3 separate regions of the Mus musculus genome follow, and regions 1 and 3 are each linked to region 2. Evidence: chromatin contacts called from public promoter capture Hi-C data. All regions are on one chromosome and are shown on one strand. Each heading gives the region's core, a stretch centred on a gene start, on an enhancer-like site or on the middle of the called end of the contact. The rest is flanking DNA. Distances are from core to core; before and after follow the strand shown. Region 1 holds the start of Wdr61 (WD repeat domain 61). Region 2 holds the start of Dlat (dihydrolipoamide S-acetyltransferase (E2 component of pyruvate dehydrogenase complex)). Region 3 holds the start of Cul5 (cullin 5).

The links. Promoter capture Hi-C pulls out the DNA fragments that hold promoters and counts their contacts.
Region 1: a promoter capture Hi-C map of erythroid cells shows a contact between it and region 2, with 15 times the contacts expected there. The contact joins the promoter of Wdr61 here to the promoter of Dlat in region 2. A contact is called at or near these places in 2 of 39 promoter capture datasets (erythroid cells and pre-B cells).
Region 3: a promoter capture Hi-C map of hippocampal neurons shows a contact between it and region 2, with 5 times the contacts expected there. The contact joins the promoter of Cul5 here to the promoter of Dlat in region 2. A contact is called at or near these places in 4 of 39 promoter capture datasets (hippocampal neurons, liver and pre-B cells).

What each region holds. Positions count from the first base shown.
Region 1 is chr9:54,732,636-54,736,632 of GRCm38.p6, forward strand. It overlaps Wdr61 (WD repeat domain 61), which reads right to left and starts at 1,914. Exons shown (of 11, transcript NM_023191.3): 1 at 1,840-1,914.
Region 2 is chr9:50,657,640-50,661,477 of GRCm38.p6, forward strand. Dlat (dihydrolipoamide S-acetyltransferase (E2 component of pyruvate dehydrogenase complex)) reads right to left here and starts at 2,141. Exons shown (of 14, transcript NM_145614.4): 1 at 1,552-2,141; 2 at 1,049-1,150; 3 at 526-650; 4 at 206-359. The coding sequence starts at 1,827.
Region 3 is chr9:53,665,549-53,669,731 of GRCm38.p6, forward strand. Cul5 (cullin 5) reads right to left here and starts at 1,959. Exons shown (of 19, transcript NM_027807.4): 1 at 1,490-1,959. The coding sequence starts at 1,513. It overlaps Gm16124 (predicted gene 16124), which reads left to right and starts at 1,545. Exons shown (of 2, transcript NR_166653.1): 1 at 1,545-1,807.

The sequences.
Region 1 (3,997 bases), core at 664-3,163, 4.1 Mb after region 2:
AACACAAAAATGAGAAGGCATGGCACTAAACCCCAGAGAAAAGACACTTTCTCATAGAGTGAGAGCAGAAACAAGGCAGAAGCGAACTCAGAACTGGGCATCACGTGACTCAAAAGATTCAACACCCTGCACATCTTCTAAAATTATAAATAAATATAATCGAGTATGAAAATTCACAAACAGAATCTAGGCATAGGCTCTATGTGGAAAACAATCTTGTCAAAACATGAAAACCAAACTTATGAGAGCAAAACACACATGGCTCCTTATCATCACATTCTATAAGAATCAGCAAGTCTAAAAGATGCCGCAACCTCAGGACATAAACAACATCCTGCCAGCAGTTCCGTAATCCTAATTGTTTGGAGGTACTAAGCCTGGCTTTCTGGCAAGACCCTGTCTCAAAACAAACAACAATCCCATCACAACATTCTGATATGAAAACACCTGTGATCGCTAAAGCCGTTAACAAAGTCATATTTAATACTTGTTATGTGAGAATATAACATAATGGGAGAATATGCTAAATTTCAACTAGAAATTAACAAATATAAGAGTGTGAATTGTCTTCTAATCCATGTTCACAGCCCCTCAGTTCCATCCTCACTTAACAGGCCGTACATACAGCTCAGACATCTGGGCTCATGCTACCTGCTTCAAATATGCAAACCAAAGACTAACAAATGTTTACCAAGAACAGAAACTCAGACAGACACATGATTTCTAAATAGTCCTGGCCTAAGAGATCTTAATCAGGTGTGCTGACTTGTGACTGTTACTGATTTGTGACTCAAGAACAGGACCTTGCCCAGACTAGAAAGCTCTCCTGACAATTTGGCTCAAACAAGTTGAGACACAAACTGCATGAAGACCAGCCCTCTTAGTGATACTGCCTCCTCTCTGCCCATACGAACCTCACACTTGGCAATAGAGAAAAACGACAATTTTACAAGTAAGAAGGTTTATAGGGAGTCAACTTTTAAAAAGCTACCCTCAAAATAGGGTGTGCAGTTCCATCAGGCTGAACCTTTGAGGACGTACTGCATCAGATCCTATTTTAACTATTATACAGATTAGCTCACTGAACCTTCCTTAACGCCGTTTAGTAGGCACTCTTACTAGCTCCGTTCTTCTGGCTAGAAGAGAGAGGCTTAGAGCAGCTGACGGAAGCGTAGGTAAATACACAGTTCCTACTACTAAGACATGTCTCATGACAGGTAATTTCAGAACCAAGAGAATCCCAAGAGGCCTCTATGCCATCTCTCTCTTTAGGAAAATTTCCAGTTATCGGGGCTGGATTTAAAGGTCCTTCTTCAGGCTTCCCAGAGACTAACCCATGCGTCTATGAAAGTTTCTCAGGCACGTCTGTAACGCACCATACCACATGGTACTTGAAATAAAAGGAACTCACTCTCTGCTTAGTGTTCAATGACGTGAAGCTTGCTACCTAACAGCGTGGCTAACTACTATAGGACTGGTATTAAGAGAGTCCTCTATCTAAGGGGAAACTACTCCCCTCCCCAGAGTCCTCTATCTAAGGGGAAACTACTCCCCTCCCCACCCCGCAAAGAAGCCAACCCTCATTTCCGGGATGCACAAAACATTATCTGGGAGCAAAATTAGTCCACCTATGGGCCTTCTGTCTGCCCTTGGGACTCGTGCCTCGCGGACTAGCCAAGTTAAATAGAGTCACGAAAGCCACCCTTGGACTCCTGGAGCCTCCGTGAACAAACCTGCTGTGGTGGCCTCCAACTCTCCCGGTTCAGTCGCCCTCTCGCCCTAGTAGGCAACAGCACCAAAGACCACCATTCCCCAACTCTGCCCAGCACACCAACTCACCACCGTACAGCCAGCCGCACAGCACGCCTGACGTCAGTGGAGCACGACCGTGGCGCTCGTGGATGAGCTAACGAAGGGGCGGGGCCTCTCCTGGGATGCGGGCGGGACCGGCAGAGCGCCCCCCTGCTGCCTTGGCGTGCGGGGTTGGGGTGAGGGTGGAGCCAGGGAGAGTGGGCGGGGAGTACCTAGGGCAGCCTGCTGCTAACAGGCTTCAGAAAGCTTCTCTGATGACTTCCCGGGTTCGTTTTTTCTTCTGTTTTTTTTTCTTTCTTTTTTTTTTTTTCCCCGCTTTTTCTTCGTCCTCTTTTTCTTTCCTTCTCCTTTCCAGCCCAGCCTCGCCCCCCATCTCCCACAGCAAAAAGCTCGAAAATCATTACAATAAAGGTTTTCTAAAACAACCTAGCTCTGTAATTTTTAAAGTGCCACATTTTAATATTGTTAAAAGTTGTGTGCACGTATGGGAGTGTGCACACATGTCATGGTGTAGAAATGGAGGTCAGAAGACAACTTGAGTGTCTTAGTTGTCTCTGTCACGTGGAGCCCAGGAATGGAACCCAAGTCATCAGGCTTGAAGGCGGCCACTTTTATCTGCTGAGCCATTCCCTATATATTTTTTTTTAATAGCGCATAAATTCAAACCCAGGATGTTGCCTATGCTAGGCAAGCATGCTCCTGCTGGCCTACATCCCAGCCATCTATTTATTTATTTAGAAACAAGTTCTCAATAAATTGCCTAGGCTGGCCTATAACTTACTCTGTAACTCTGTAGCATAGGCAGTCCTTGGATTCCTGCTTCTATTGCTTCAGTCTCCAGTATCTCTAGAGTGACAGGCCTGCACTACCAGGCCTGGCTATAACTCTGTCGTTCAAACTCAAAGCCGAAAAATACCTCAGAGTGCTGTTTCAAGATGCCAAACAGAGAACTGAGAGAATTCCAGTAGAATTTGGACATTGAATTATTCGTGTGCTCTTCAGTGACTGAATAATTATGATGTGAACTCCAGATATGCTTGTTCAAAGACTATATTAAACCCCTACCTTTCACCTCTCTACTGTCAGAGCACCAAGCACATGAGGTCATTAGCATGGTCTACTGTGAAGCAAGAATAACAGGCCTCTTATGTACAATGAATGTCTTTGACATGCAATCAAGACTATGAGTCCTGCCTCAGAATAATATTTATAAATGGATCAATATCCACATAGGATTAAAGGGAAATAATTCCATCAAAATAGCCATAAATATGCAAAATAATAACACACCTACCTGAGCTCAACAGATCTAATACCGTCTGTGATTTCAAAGTATCAATACACATACACAATGCTTTGAATTATCTTCAGTGGTTGTAATAAAATAGGAACAATACTGTGGTTTGATTTAGTGACCAAGTCAATTACTGTTAATGCCTCCTGGTTTATTGTGCACATATGTGATCAAGAAAAACATCACCTTTCTGCTAGAAGTTAAGAGAAATAAAAATATAATTATTTTTCTATCAAAGTTCCTAGATCTCCTCTATGTGTGTTATAGAGCAAATCTGGGAGACAGAGTAACTGTGCATCACTGAGACATCTGTAGGAAGAGTTGTGATCTTGCAGGTCAAAAGACAATGAAAAGATTTCACAATAAAATCAAGCAAAACTGAAGACAGCGGGTGTGACAGAGCTGTGTGCCCTGTCCTGAAAGGCTCTGAAAGTATACCCAGTCCTTCTTTGGAAGGCCATGGCCCCAGGATTCTGGTTCTTCCTAAAAAATGGCTTACTGCTTTTCCAACGAGCTTGGACAGAGCAAACCCAGAGACAGGACGAAGCAAGCAGAGTGACACAGAACAGCAGTGTCACCACGCAGCCCAGAGTCACGTGTGTGTAGAAGCATTTCAGGCTCATGTCTGCCACACCTGACTCCCTCTTACAGGCTCACCACGGAGTTACAGCCTCAGTCTACACCTACAAGGACAGGGAGGTCGCCATGTGCCCAGCAGAAAGGATTGCCACTACTCCGTCAAAAAGTTGGATATATGTAAGTGACTTCCCAGAGAAGACCTAAATCAGCAGTCCAATAGCAGAGCACTATCTTCTACTCAGCAAGTGAAAGAGGGAAACTAGAGTGGGGGCGAGGGGAGGTGTGTTACATATGTCCTGCAGAGGGCGCTCG
Region 2 (3,838 bases), core at 891-3,390:
AAAGGTTAAAGAAACTGTCCAGGCTCACACACTTAGAAACAACAAGAATAATTTTCACAGCTAAAATCTCTCAATACGGCTGAATGACAGGCACTTATAGTTAATGACACGTTTTCAGAGTACAATAGCCACCCATAGAGAAAAATGACAATAAAATAATTAATAACAAGTCACCAGGAGCCGGCACTCAGAGGCTGAGTCTTACCTGCATATGAGTAGGATAGGAGCTACCGGGAGCGCTTGCAGAAGGTGCCGCTGGGGCAGCAGCTGGAGCTGGGGCTGCAGCTGGGGCTGCCTGTGGGGCAGCTGCCGCCGCCAAATCCAATGTATAATTTTTAAAGGCCTCAATATCCTGAGGCCTGAAGAAAAAGAATACATAAATATAGAATTTATAAAGCAAATCCAATCCCTAACCTCCCAGCGAGTCCTCACATGTCTTTAACTTCCAATCTGAGTTGAAATGCTTTAAAAGCAACAAATGTTCACAAATTACAAAGATTTTTTTTTCTTTTTGTTTTTACTCACTTTTCAACTGTGATACAGATGATGGACCCAACTGGAACATCTCTGGTCCCTTCAGGAACAAGGATCTTGGCCATATAGCACTCCTCCAGGCTCTCAAACCCAACAGTGGCTTTATCAGTTTCAACCTGTTAGCACAAAAGCACTGGCTTAGGTTTGTACTGCCAAGAGGCAGTTAACTGGAATGTGTCTAGAAATCCATACGAAGATAAAACCCACTACCACAGACTTGAAAGAACGGTTTAAAAACATTTTGGGTAGAAGCTAGGCATTGCTAACATTGTAACATTGGGGGTGGGGGGGGATATCTCTGAGCATTGCAGGCCAGCCAGAGTTACACCGTGATCTCAAAAACAATTTAGCTAGCTGCTGACAACGTAGCTAACCAATCATCTCTAATAAATGGGGAGGTGGGAGGGGAGCTGCTTCTTAAAGAGAAAGAGGAAACTACCTACCAGAAGGCTAAGCTTTAGTCTATTCAGCAAAGCCACTCCCTTAGGTAAAATCTGCGTGTTTTAAGACTTACCTCTGCAATTAGATCACCCTCACTGATTTTTTCCCCTTCTTTTTTTTCCCAGCGGGCTATGGTGCCTGCCTGCATTGTAGGGGAAAGGGAAGGTAATGGAACCTGCAGAAAAAGAAGCATACATTTAAACAGGCATACTTAGCCCTCGGCGTGCTTTCATTCCACCCAAGTTCATGCAGAGTATTTACTGAGTCACATTTCAAACTGTTCACTGGAGATACAAAGGGAGATCTAGCACTCCAGAAATTCATGACTTTCAGAGGCAGGTTGATCCTCCAGTCAGTCTAGTGGATCTGAGAAAGCACGTGAGACTTCTCAGACCTTTTGCCCATAGCCGCAGGCTTAGACCTCTTTCAATAGAAAAGATGCCCACTGGGAAGGTCTTGGGCGAGGGACCGTAATAGATCTGGGAGGGAGCTGGCTGTCGGAGGCCTCTCAAGGAGGATTCCCCACGCCAAGGAGCGGGCTCTGAAGGACAACAGGCTCCAGGGTGGGTCACTCACCTTCTGATGCGGAGGGAGGCTGTAAGAGCGGCGGCTGGGCGACCCCAGGAGTTGTCGCAGCAAGCGGTTACGCGGGACAGTGCCGGAGCCGGAGCTCCAGCCGCACAAGGAGCGGACCCCATAGCGGGGGATCCCACTACCGCAACGGACCGCAGCGGGGCCAATCCGCGGGCTCCCGCATGGGGCCCCGGGGCCTTCCTTCAAGGCCGCCCACCGAGCCCTGAACCCATCCCTGGGCACAGCACTCCGCGCCCTCCGCGCACAGACGCGCCACATTACTGCCACCGACCCCCACGCCCCAAAGGCTCCGCCGTCTCCGGAGTGACCTCTCCAAGAGCAGCGCGGCTCTGCCGTCAGCCGCGCACTGCGGTCGCGCAGTGTCGTAAAAGCGGCTGCTTGGACGGGCGACCGGAACGTAGGGTTTCCGTGCCCCTCTGCGGGGGGGACGCGTCGGAGACACCCGAGAGGGACGGGAGGCTGCCGCTTAGGATCTGCGGTGACGAAGGCGCTGCGAGGCAGTGCGGGGGCGGTGCACGTTTGGGAGAAACGGGAAAGGCCCTAGGAGAGGTGTCGCAGAGGATGGGAAGTACGGACCAGGGCCGCTCTAAGGGACCCGAGAGTCGGACCGGCTGCAGCCTGAGGGCAGGGAGGCGGTGCCAAAGGGAACGACCGCCTTTGCTTTAAGAAAAAGCTGGGGAAAAGAGCCCGGGCTGACAGTAATGCAAAGCTTTAGGTCGATGGGTGCGGGCGCACCTTGGAAAGTTGGAGAAAGGAAAGGCCCTCGAGTGACGGGGGATCAGGGGGTGACCCTTGGCTGCAGAGCCCGCCCCGTGCAGGCTGTCCTAGGTCCCTAACCCACCGGAAACGGGAGCAGCAGGGTTTTCAGCCAAATGATGTGAAGGGCAGCCAAGAGAAAGGTACATTTTCACATTTCCAGTTAGTCACAGAAGACTAATTATATTTCCTCTATAAAGATACTTGTTTGTAAAAAGCAGTTTTATTACCCCCAGATTTCCACCGTATCCTCTTAAATAGCGAAAATATTTTAACACACACACATTCCTTTAATTATAGCATTACGGAGACAGAGGCAGGTGGAACCCTAGATTCCAGGACAGCCTGGTTTAATGCTGTTCATTGCCAGGCCAGCTTGGGCTACATACTGAGATTCTTTTTTTTTTTTTTTTTAAAGAAAGGTTTAAGATACAACTTTGCGAAAGTCGTTGTCGTGCTGTCCCGCAGTTCTGTGAATTCAATAGGAAAACAACAACAGAAACCTTTCTTAAACTATGGAGTAACAATGTGGGGTCAAAAGAAAAAAAATGGCAACAGTGAAAAGCTGCCGAACCCAGCCGCGCCAACCTAGGTTGTTTCTCACTACTGCTGCCTACACTGAATCCTACCGCGTCGCTGCAGCTGTGGCTGTGAGGACACCCGTGCCCTTTGTACTGCCATGCCCTCGGTGTCACACGAGGCCAGCCAACACTGCCTGAAACACCTTGGCACAGATTCCCCGTGTATGGTGTGATTCGCACTGGTTTTACTGTACAAAGTGTTCTGCTCTCACGTGAGCATAATGATTTAATTGCAGAAAGACATTTCCCACAGTTATCCCTTCTATATAAACATTATAGTAGTATAATCTTTAGGTTGAATTGTTATGAGTATTTGGATTTTAAAATTGCCGTGGCTGATTTGAATTTCATAGAAAATCAATCAGTGAATTTTGGTTTGAGATTAGGACTAAATTTTCCAGTAAATGTCTCCCTAGATTTTCCTATTCTATGTATATATATAATATATATATATATATATATATATATATATATATATATATATATATATTAAATTATGACATTATTTTCTGTGTATATGCTAACCAACTCCATCTCTCCAGACCAACACTGAGCTATCTTGCCAGCTCATATGGTACATATTTATCTGAAGCAGCATCCTCAATATTGACAACTATAAATCAACTCTATGTATTGTAGTAACTATTTAAGCGATTTTTTTTTAGACTGACAGCACAGTTCACACGGGTATCTCATTTATAGGACTAAACTATGTGTCCATCCTAAAAGAATGTCTATTGAAAATGGGTATAGACACAATGTAATTTTTTTTCAGTCACAAATAATGGGGTTTGTCATTCACAAAATGGATGCAACTTAATTAAGCAAATTAACTCGGTCTCAGATAAATATTGTATATTTTCCCTCATTTTCTATCCTAGTGTCACTGAGCAGCATCAACACTTGGTGACGTCACCTTTGTATGCTGTGCA
Region 3 (4,183 bases), core at 709-3,208, 3.0 Mb after region 2:
AGATCAGGTAAAGCTACAAAGATCTTTTTGAAAATTCCTATTTCTGGCATCTGACTTCACTCAGTTGGTTACTGGTCTTTCCAGTATATTGTCATGAAGTTACAGTACTTCTTTTTCTCTCTTGCTTTGAGTCAGGCTCTAATGACAGCCCTGACTGGCCTGGATTCAGAGATCAGCCTGCCTCAGCTTCAAAAATGTTGGGACTAGGGCTGGTGAGATGGCTCAGTGGTTAAGAGCACTAACTGCTCTTCCTAGGTCCTGAGATCAAATCCCAGCAACCACATGGTGGCTCACAACCATCTGTACAGCTACAGTGTACTCATATACTTAAATAAATCTTAAAAAAAAAAAAAAAAGAGCGTTGGGACTAAAGGTATGTGCTACCATATTGGAATGCAGAGCTTTAAAAATCATCCTAGTTATCTTTACTCCTAGCTGGGTCAGGTAGGCCTTTTCATTCCCCTCAGCCTCAGTGTAGACAATGGATTTCTGTGACTTCAAGGCCAGCTAGGTTACACAGCAAGTTCTGGCAAGACGGGTCCAATGAGACCCTTTTTTAGGGGGGAGGGAGCATTATCTATTATTATCTATTATTATTATTATTAATTCACACAGCCTGCGAACATAGTGTTTATGTCCCCTCAGGTAATCACTAGTCCCATATTTCAGTTAGTAAGTTCAGGTCAGAATTCTTACTAAAAAACACAAACTCGCCTCAATTGTCTTCCTCAATCCTCATTTTTTTAGAGATGATTCTACATAACCTGCTCGCCCTGGGACTCTCCTGGCATTTACAACTTTTCAATGCTTTCTTTAAATGAAAACTTTTCTACACCCTAAAAGGATGGACAGCAGCACTTGATCGGGTGCCATCGATGTCCTATAAGGGAGGTCAGGATTGGGAGACAGTTCCTCAAGGGACAGAGAAAAGGTGGAAATAGACGGCCAGGCGTGAGAGAACTGGTGGGAAGGTGTGACATTCAGAGAAGGGAGGAAAGAGGTGAAGTGGCAGGCAGGCACTGCTGTCTAACTCACAGTTCCTGCAGAGTGCGAACAGAAATTAAGGAATGGGGTTGGGGGAGCATGGGGGGACCAGCCATTGAAACCTGCTAGGCAGCATTTTGCTGGGATTTTTTTCCCCTATTATGTCTTTGACACTCCATTCAGAAGGGACGGGCCCCAAGAGTCACAATGATGGGTTGGTGCGGCCCAGCGACACTGCTCTCGCTCCCAGCCGGGGTTGGTCCCTTGAAAGCATCGCTGCGAGTCGGTGAGCCGGCGGGAGGAACCCACCAGGTCCTCTGGACCCCCGAGGCCAGGGCCCGGCGTCGGGGTGCTCGGGCAACAGCCACCCCGGCTCATTCCGGTGGACAACCCCGAACCGCTCTCCTCATACACATCTTGCCGCTCCCACGGAGCCCGGTCCTTCCCCGGGAGCCGAGCGCATCGATGGCCGGGCAAAAGCCCGGCTGCAGCCGGGGGGACTTACCTTTAACAGATTAGACGTCGCCATGTTCTCAACTTGGACTCTCGCGAGACGGGGCGAGACTTGGCGGCGCTCGGGGCCAGGCCTCCTCGAGAGGCCGGGGTTCCCAGCAGGACCCCGCAGGCCGCGGCGGGGGATGCGGGGGACGCCGGAGCGGCGTGCCGTCAGCGCCGAGCTCGTCCCGGGCAGCCGTGCTTCCTCGGGCTTTCCAGCTACATGGTCACCCCGGCCTGCCCACGCGAGAGAGCGCATGCAAACGCTTGAGGAGACGCGAGCGGCGAATGGTGGGAAGGGACCGGGAGCCGACCAGACCGGGAAGAGGTAGTAGCCACTTCCTCGGGCCTCCCCAGCTCGCCTTCGCTTCTGCCGCTGGGCTTGCACCCGCTTGGGCCGCCGGCAACGACTTTATCTCGGCTTAGGGCCCGCACCTCAGGGTCCGTGGCGGCGTCACGTGACGCGGCGGGCGGGGGCGTGCTCGGGAGCAACCCAGGCGACAGCAAGCCACTGGGTCCCGAGGCCCGCGCGGAGGGTGCGAGCGCGCCCTCTGCTGGCTGGAGCCGGCGCAGCCCTCACGCGCTCGCCCCAGATCGGAATGGCTATTCAGAGCTCAGGATTAGATTAGCCTGGAAGGCTTCTTACTGCTGTCCTCAGGAAATGCTGACTGAGAGAAGGCGCCCAGTCAATTAATAAATGATGCACAAACGTACTGTTATTCCTATAAACAAAAAAAAAAACCCTGCTTGTTCAAGAAGTGATTGTTAATCTTGGGTTCCTTAAGACATATCCTAGAGCACCCTATAGTATTTTCTCCAAATTGCATCGCTTCTGATCACGAATCTCTGATCAAGGGAAGAGAATGTAATTTATACAGGGATCTCTCAGGTTAGCTGTTATTTAATGCATTATGCAAGTTCCTAATACTACCCTTTGGGGGTTTTAGTTGCTTGGTTGGTTGGTTGGATTGGTTTTTGACAGTTTCTCTATGTAGCCCTGGCTGTACTGAAACGCCATCTGTAGACCAGGCTGGTCTTGAACTCGGAGAGTGGAGGTAGGTGCCTCTGCCTCCCAAGTGTTGGGATTAAAGGTGTGGGAAACCACCACCTGGTATCAAATTTGTTTCTTTGAAACTCATCTCTCACTGTCCAACAATTTTAGTCTCAGTACTCAAAGCAGAGGCAAGAGGATCTCCGTAAGATTGGGGACAGCCTGGTCTACAGAGCAAGTTTCAGAACAGCTAGGTCAAAAAACCCAAGAAAACAAAAGTTTCTCAAACGTTGCTAGTGCATTCTTTATATTAATATAACCTGGGGTGCTACTTAGAAAAGCAGACTTTCAGGCTCCACTCTGAAGGATTTTATTTCATATATTATGCCTGAAAACTCCTTTTGCCCCAAGCATTCCAGGTAGCTATGTTTAAAGAAGACTTTCTATGTATTCTTGGATGGCCAGGAATTCTGTATGTAGACCAAGTTGACCTAGAACTCTAGAGTTCTGCCTGCCTCTGCCTCCAGAGTGACTGGTGGGATTATAGGTATACGCCTCCCTCGGAAAAGGCCAAGAGTTCTTTATATCTGCTTCGTGCTGGGTGTGGTGGAGCATGCCTTTAATCCTAGCACACTCTTAAGTTCCAGGCCAATTAGAGCTATAAAGTGAGACCCCTATCTAAACAATATAGCACTTAAAGTGAGTTAAGATTTGCTACTTTAGGACTGAAGAGATAGCTCAGTGGTTAAGAGCACTGACTGCTCTTCCATAGGTCCTCAGTTCAATTCCCAGCAACCACATGGTGGCTCACAACCATCTGTAATGGGATCCAATGCCCTCTTCTGGTGTGTCTGAAGACGGCTACAGCGTACCCATATGCATAAAATAAATAAATCTTAAAAAAAAAATCTGCTACTTCACAATGGGCCTTAGTTATCTTGTTTGTGAAATTAGTATTAAAACATCTATAGCATAGTGCTATGGCAAAAATTAAATGTAAAGGCTAGAGAGATGGCCCAGTATACTCACATACATTAAAAATAAAATAAAATAAAAAGGGTATCATAGTCCATTAAAAAAATAAAAATGACAAAACCGGGTGTGGTGCCGCTCGCCTTTAATCCCAGCACTTGGGAGGCAGAGGCAGGTGGATTTCTGAGTTCAAGGCCAGCCAGGGCTACACAGAGAAACCCTGCCTCAAAAAACACAAAACAAACAAACAAACAAGACATGATTCTATTCATTTTTGGTTTTGTTCTGTTGTTTTTCACAACAGAAAGATTTCTCTGTGTAGCTCTGACTCTCCTGGAACTCGCTCTTTAAACAGGATGGCCTTGAACTCGGAGATCTGCCTGCCTCTGTCTCCTGAGTGCTGGGATTAGAGTTTGCCACCACCTCAGCTGATTCCATACATTTTAATAGATTAATTACTGAATGCTGGAATTTATCACTCATGGCAGAAACCTTAAGTATTAATTAAACATTGTGAAAAGAACAGTGAAGAAGAAAAAAAAAGCCAAGGATGCAAAAATAGAAGGGAGAATAGTCCAGAGAGATGACTCGGGTAAAAAAATATACCGGCTGTCTGGAAAGATCCAGTTCTGTGGGGGATCTAATGCTTCCGGCCTCCGAGGGACTCTGTACTCACATACATATACACAGAGAGATACACATACACACAACACACATGTAAGTATGTTAATTTTGACATGC